2 separate regions of the Mus musculus genome follow, and region 1 is linked to region 2. The links are chromatin contacts, called in public Hi-C maps. All regions are on one chromosome and are shown on one strand. The core of a region is the stretch at or near the end of the contact, and the rest is flanking DNA. Distances in the headings are between cores, read along the strand shown. Region 1 has its middle 29 kb from the start of Gm10445. Region 2 overlaps Dysf (dysferlin).

Region 1 (3,637 bases), core at 516-3,015, 260 kb before region 2:
TGCTGGACTTAGCTCTGCTTAGCAGCTAGGTCAGTCCTCCTTGAAGGTACTAAAGTGGCCCAGGTGTCTGTGGCTGGTGAGTGAGTGAAGCTCTCTCACAATGCAGGGCTTAGAGATAAGAGAGATTATGGCCTGTTGTACTAGCTCTGGGAAAGTCCAGAGCACTGCTGAATCAGAGCCATGGTCATTGTCGAAACCTCTGCTTTGGTATCTAGGCCGGAGAAAGCTCTTGCTTGGTATCCGTTGGTCTGTCCGTCCATCTATTTATCTATCCATCTACTCATATGTCTACCTAACTATTAACTATTCATCAGTCATCTTTTTATCCATCTGACTATCCTCACTCTACCTAGCATCATCTGTCTGTCTGTCTGTCTGTCTGTCTGTCTGTCTGTCTACATACTTATCTATCTTGCTCTCTATTCGGTACAGCATCTGCTGGCCCAGGGAGGAGGAAGTGGGGATCCTTCCTGTGCTGTGCATACCCCCCAGGGAAGGTCTGAGGAGTGTTGTTGAAAATGAAGAGCTGACTTAGTAGAGTGCTTGCCTTGGGAACGGAGTTCAATTCCTAAAACCTGTGGCCTTTTGTTTTAAAAGAGCAGAGCATGGCAGCATGTGCTTGCAATGGCAGTGCCTGAGGAGGCAAAGGCAGGTGGGTTCCTGGGGCTCACTGGGCAGCCAATTGTAGTTTACTTGGCAAGTTCCAGGCCAGTGTAGAGAGCCCATGTCTCAAAACAATGTGAAGAGGGCTGGTGAGATGGCTCAGAGTGTAAGAGCACTGACTACTCTTCCAAAAGTACTGAGTTCAAATCCCAGCAACCACATGGTGGCTCACAACCATCTGAATGAGATACGATGCTATCTTCTGGTGTGTCTAAAGACAGCTACAGTGTACTTGCATATAATAATAAATAAATCTTTATTAAAAAAAAAAACAACGTGACAAATACCCGAGGAATGACAGCTAAGGTTGTCCTCTAAGTTCCACACGTACGTGCATACATATATACCCCCACCAAACACCCAGAAATTATTAGAATAAGGAAATATTGCTAGCAGGAGATCTGGTAGATGGTTCTTTGAAATTGCAGAGGATGAGGCTTTGAAGGGAAAGAAGAAAAGGGGAGCTGGGGGAAGAGAGGGAGGGAAGAGGGATGGGGATATGAGGCCTTCCTGGGTACCAGACAGTCTAACTTTTGTAGGTTCCACCCCAGAGTATATAAAAGAATTAAAATGCACCCAAATCCCACATTAAACAGAATTATTTTGCTATAAAATTCTTGGAAAGAATTTTTATAATTTTGCTTTTGAAATGATTTGGCTGCAGTTTACAGGCTTGGTTTACGATCGCCCCTGACTTCTCAGCCACCCTCACACTCAGGAATCTATGCAAGGCGAGGAAATCTAAGGTACAAATTGTTTTCAAATGGAGGGAAAATCCCATGAGTTTGCAGTGGACCCCACTGAGGAAGTTAGGATGTATTTCTGAATTTTCTATTATTTTCGTTTTTCTTCTTCTGTATTTTGGGATCAAGTTTGTTTTTTTTCTCGGTCATTATGCTTTGTTGAGTAAAGAGGTTATAGGCCTAAAATACAGGCAAGGGTTTATAGGAAACAGTCTTGGGAGGGATGGAGAGACAAGCCTTTGTGCAGAGAGCTTGTCTCATCTCCAAGCCAGACCATTCCCTTGTGGACAGTCTTTCTTCCAGCTGGCCTCCCAGAGCCCAGTCACCACTGGACCAGGCAAGGGCCAGCACTTGGGAAGGGGGTGGCTGTGCAGTTGCCATGTACTGGGGAGTCTGGGAGGGTCAACCTAGGTCAACTTGTCACATCCAATTGTGGGCCTGCAGTTATGAGAAACCTGCCTCAGGCCAAGGAAGCTGTGAGGCCATTGGGGCCTGGCGGCAGGACACCTGTACTTTGTCACTTGGACTCCGTGGAACTGGCCCTGAGGAGTTGGGGGAGGGGCCTGAAAGCTACTTCATGACTCCTGTGTTCAGTCACTGGCCGTTTTATGATCTGAGAGGTGAACTGGGGAGCAGCCGCATGTGCATCTTGCTCCTAACACACTGAATAAAAATGCAGACCAACCTTGTGTGTTGGGACTTTTTTTTTTTAACGAAAATAAAATAAAACAAAACTCCCAGCTCACTTTAGGTAATGGTGCTGAGATCTGTAAGCCCCCCACACCCAGGACTGGCCTGACATCTTTCTGAGGAATCCATGCAGGGATAGAAAGGGACCCTGTCCCTCACAGATGGAGTCTCCCTGGGGTGTAGGCTGCTGTCTTTGACCCCAGCCACCACCTCAGCTCAGTGGGGGCTGTCCCCCTGGTGTACTGTAGCCGATGAAATGAGGTGCTATGATTAATAGGATCTCTTCTTCATGTCAGGATGATGTATGGGCTGCAGGAGCAGGTCTGACCACAGCGTGGGGGGCTGTGCAGGGACCACACCCAGCAGATCCCCAACAGACTAGGACTTGGCACTAGCTTGTGATAGAGACATATCCCATGCCTTGATGAAAGCTTCAGTATGGAGTTAGCAGTACATGGGAAGGCCGGCAGCGGCTGGCTGCGTGCTGTCAACTGTTTTCTGAGGTGCTGGGGCTGGAGAAGTGAGGCAGGGCTTAGAAGTCAAGCTCCTGTTTATCTCCAAGCTCCCTCCACAGGCACAGCGCTCCCTCGGAGCCTGCAGCCTGCACTGGGTGTGTAGTGAAGGTGCCATCAGCTCTCAACACTTGGTTTACTGGCTTCATTCAGTTGGTCTTTGCCTGTCTGACTTGAGTGCTCCTGGTTGGTCCCCAGCTTCCCTCCACTCAGTAGTTCAGGGATCCTGGCTTCCAGTGCAGTGGGTGAGCAGAGCTGGGCCCGCACACTCTGTTTTGAAGCCCTTGTATCTAAGGAGTGGCTTCACATCCTGTTGATGTCACAGTGCTTATGAGTACGTCCCCCAAAGCCAGCGCATGAGCAGCACTGTCTGCCCATCATGGCTCTTGGATGTTATAAATCAGTCTCACAAAACACCACTGTGGGAGACTATCAGTCTAATTCACTGACTCTAAGATGCATCCTTCCCTAGAATACCTGTGACTTCTCTGTCACTAAGACACAGCCAGCGGCATCTTGTACTGGCCGTAAGCCATGGTGACTGGGTAAAAAAATATTAAACAACAACGACAACACACATCCTTCAAACTGGGAAGGAGAGCTCCAGCATCCACAGACTCTGGAGCTGAAATCAGAGAGGCCGAGTAACTGGCCCCCAGCCACACAGCCAAAAACTGATGGTGACGTGACTGGACCTCCTCTCTGCTTGCAACATGTAGCAAGACGGGCAAGACGGGCTTCGGGAGCCAGTGTTGTTGAGCTCACCCTCCGGACTCTCCTCGGGAGCTGATGAAGCCTCTGGCCTTTTGTGGAAGGGACTAAGAGAAACTTTCTCCAAACTCAAGCTCAGCGATCTCAAACTGGGCAGAAGTCAGCTCTTAGCCACAAGGACATCTATACAAGAGCGCTTGCTGCATTCTTGCCTGGTTGATAAGTTAATCACTGAAAAAGGAACTGGTGGGATACACCCAAGGCTGAGCAACTCCGAGGCACAAGCTGGCAGAAGTGAAAGTGATAGGGACCTGGAAA
Region 2 (3,629 bases), core at 123-2,622:
GCAATATTGTGAGAAACCAGCATGAGGTCTATGAGGTATGCGAGCATTGGGAAAAGGACCGAGGGTTTGAGGGTATGAGTTTAGGGGTAGGGTCCTGTTCGTTGCTTAGGGCATATGAACAGGGAGTGTGAGATGGATGTCTGAGAAGACCAAGCACAGGCCCTAACTCAGCCCCAGCCCTATCCAAAATGTCAAGCCCCCAGGCCAGACAGCCCCAACACGGTCATTAACTTCCCAAGTGACCAAAGAGAGCTCCAGTGGTCTCAAAAGGCTCAGAACTGTCCAAGCAATCCCATGCCAGGATGGGGAGGCTGGGATCTGGGCCAGGCTCTCTGGCCATAAGGAAACTAAGAGACAAACCAAAACCTCTGCACAGGTGGTGACAGAGAGGGGGGCTGGCACCGAGTGACTATAGAAGATGCGGGAAGGTGAAGCGAGATTTGGGCTTCCAGTTAGGGTAGACAGCAAGGTCCGACACTGAGACTGCCTCCCAGGAGCTGGCTGTAGGGGGAGGGTATCCAGATCACAGTGGGAAACACTAAAGCACCTGTGGCAGAACCACACTGGGTGCCAACGGGCACTGAACCGCACTGGGTGCCAACGGGCACTGAACCGCACTGGGTGCCAACGGGCACTGAACCGCACTGGGTGCCAACGGGCACTGAACCGCACTGGGTGCCAACGGGCACTGAACCGCACTGGGTGCCAACGGGCACTGAACCGCACTGGGTGCCAACGGGCACTGAACCGCACTGGGTGCCAACGGGCACTGAACCGCACTGGGTGCCAACGGGCACTGAACCGCACTGGGTGCCAACGGGCACTGAACCGCACTGGGTGCCAACGGGCACTGAACCTGAGCCCAGCCTGCTAGCTCAGGAGCTGAGGGGCAGTAGAGGAATCGTGGAGGGCATTCCCTGGGATGCTGGCTTTGAACCTGACTCTGTGGTTGGAAGAGGGCAATGGGATGTCCTTAGCAGAGAGAGAGAGACTTCCCCGGGGGAGTGCCTCCCTGGCACAGGACTCCCACACCCACACACAGGTCCTGGCAGGCTGGCCCCAAGCCCTCTTCCTTCTGCCCCTGGCAAGGCCTGGCGGCGTCTGTGCGTTTAATGAAACCGTCTGGCTGTGATACCATCAGCTCTAAGCTCGGCAGAGAACCTCTCCCAGTTCCAGTAAGGGAAGGAGGGCGCGTTCCGATAAATAAAACCATATTAGAGAGCCGGCGAAAAGGCCTCTTTTGTTCCCACCCCCCACCCCCCCTATGCTTCCCAACGCTTTATTTTTATAAGCGTGCGGGCCCCAGACCGACTGCGTTTACACAAAGGTCACAATTGCACATTGTAGCGGCCATGCACGTTGTATTGCTGTTGGCAGCACCCCCCACGCCGGCCTCCGAGCAGGCTGGCTCTCAGGCAGCCCCAGCAGCTCAGGCAATGAGCTCAGCGCTGGAGGGGGGGGTAGGTGGGAGGGGGGGGACAGACAGGGGGCAGCTCACAAACAAAACTCACCCAGACCCACACGCATGCACCCCACCCACCCATGGGAGGGACAAGGACAACAAAGGCATTGTAAAGAACAGGCCTGGAGGCCTTGGGCCTCAGACACTAGGCTACTGTGTGCCCAGGGCCCAGCCTCCACTACCTGCCCCTCCCCCCCCCCCCCCCCCCCCGCGCCACCACCCATCTCCCCATTCCCACTCCCTGCAAAAGACAGAAGCAGCAGCAAGGTGACCAGATGGACTCACAGATACATCCTCTGTCAGGAGGTAGGGTCAGAGGGTAAGAGCCAGGTCCCCATGTTCATAGTCCAGCCAGTCTGAGGGCTTCAGGACCCAAAAGCTCCAGCAACCCCCCCCCATGGGGGACATGTTTGAACAGATCTCTCTGAGGACCGTGTGCTGCCTTTGAAAGACTCCAGACATAGGCCACTTGAGAGTACCACCGGTTTCCCTCACAGGAACCTGTCACCAAGCCCCAATCAGGACAGTTTTTTGTATGAGTCCTGCTGGTCAGACCTTCCTGAAGCAGTTGACACTTGCATCCCATCAACCAGCCAGAGTACCAGAGCAGAGGATGTGAGTGATGGACGGCAGTACTCCTCTGCCAGAGAGGATGCTGCATCTAGAACAGTAGCCTGAGATCCCAGGTGGCTAGAGTTGGCCTGAGTCCTAGTCAGGTACTCTATGCCATGCCCATAGGAAAGGAAGGGGGATGTACGCCAGAAATCAAGACAATGCCAGTTCAATTTTGCCATAGCAATATTGCTACTACAAAATCAGGAAGGACAGGTGCGAAGATGATACCTGCCTGTGACCCTGGTACCAGGGTACTGCAGACAGAAGAACTGGGAGTTCGGGGTCATCTTTAGCTACATAGTGAGTTCCAGACCAGCCTGGGCAACAGGAATCCCTATCACAAAGTAAAATGAAATTTAAAAAGAAAATTAAAATTAAATTTAAAATGTTTAAAATTATCGAACTCAGTGTTGTTGGCAAGCAGTGGGTAGAGTGAGTGTTCTTTCTTATTGGAGCTATGCAGTGACCCATCAGAAAGCAACTGGGCAAGATGCCCTGAAAACATTAAAACGTAACCTTCTCCTCACATCCCCGAGCATCAACTAAGTTAGCCAGACTCTAGGTCCAAAGACGTCACTACAGTGGCTCTAGTAATACACCCCTCATTCGCTACTCATGTACTGACTGGCTACGACATGGTAGGGATAGGTAGGATAGCTCAGTGCCCAGGATGCAGATGAAGGAGACACCAACCAAGCTTTTGAATGTGACTCCTGGGTGAGGACGGTCACTACCCAAGTCAAGAAGCAAAGCAATACAATTTAAGCAAGGGACATTGAAGAGGGTGGGTCAGTGTCACCTGGCTACATCCAATCAGCTTCCTACAGATGCCAGCCATGCACAGGGAAAGCAGCAAGCTGACCTGGGTGACAGAGTAAAGCTAGCACCAGAGCCAGGGAGCTGCAGTAGGGGGGGATGGTGGGCAGATAGCAAAGGGGCCTGGTCTGGTGCTGAGAAATCTGGCACGAGTCCCTTGTGCTCCCCAGTTCTTGGGAAGGCCTTGAGGAATGCTGAAACAGGTTAGACAGCTCCTCCCTACACCCTCCCGGTGGCAGCTCAGCAGCTCCGCTGTGCATTGTAAAGCCCGAATCCTTTTCCCAGTCTCTTTCCCAGGAACCCTTTCTAAGTGAAGCGTTTCACGAGCCTCCAATGCAGTCTGGAAAACCCCTTCCCATGCCTGTCGGGTAGATGCCTTGCCTCCACGCCCCACCCCACCCCACCAGAGCCAACCTGAACAAAGAGTCTGGCTTAGAAGAGGGAAGGCCAAACAGCATCCAGACATCAGAAGTCCAAGAGCAGGGAGTCCCTAATGACATCCAAACCCAGGGGTCCTTATGGCACAGGTGAGCTGAGGTTCAACAGACCCCACTGTGACCTGCCCTAACAGGAACGTCTCTCAGAACCACATCATTTCAGCTTCACTAGACCACAGGCCAGCAGAGAGATGTGGGACTTCATAAGTAGATCCCTCAGGTCATAGGTCACTACAGCATGTAGCATCTGGCCTATTGATAAGCTCTCTTTAACTGGGTTAGCCAAGGACTACCCCTTT

What was found. A called contact is a pair of places that touch in the nucleus more often than the background predicts.
Region 1: a Hi-C map of the N1E-115 cell line shows a contact between it and region 2, with 2.5 times the contacts expected there. The contact joins two enhancer-like sites. A contact is called at or near these places in 2 of 15 datasets of contacts at CTCF or cohesin (the NIH/3T3 cell line and stem cell-derived epiblast-like cells), 5 of 484 Hi-C or Micro-C datasets (the HL-1 cell line, the N1E-115 cell line, embryonic fibroblasts and 2 more) and 1 of 9 other capture datasets (embryonic stem cells).

What each region holds. Positions count from the first base shown.
Region 1 is chr6:84,392,984-84,396,620 of GRCm38.p6, reverse strand. No RefSeq gene overlaps it. Among named protein-coding and RNA genes, the nearest start is that of Gm10445, 29 kb to the left of the region's middle. Within about 2 kb of position 1,765, at least 14 of the 459 cell types and tissues checked have an H3K27ac peak or open chromatin away from gene starts, as enhancers often do. A contact at or near this core is called in the N1E-115 cell line, where this site is marked.
Region 2 is chr6:84,132,699-84,136,327 of GRCm38.p6, reverse strand. The region is part of intron 32 of Dysf (dysferlin); the gene reads right to left. Among named protein-coding and RNA genes, the nearest start is that of Dysf, 120 kb to the right of the region's middle. Within about 2 kb of position 1,372, at least 54 of the 459 cell types and tissues checked have an H3K27ac peak or open chromatin away from gene starts, as enhancers often do. A contact at or near this core is called in the N1E-115 cell line, where this site is marked.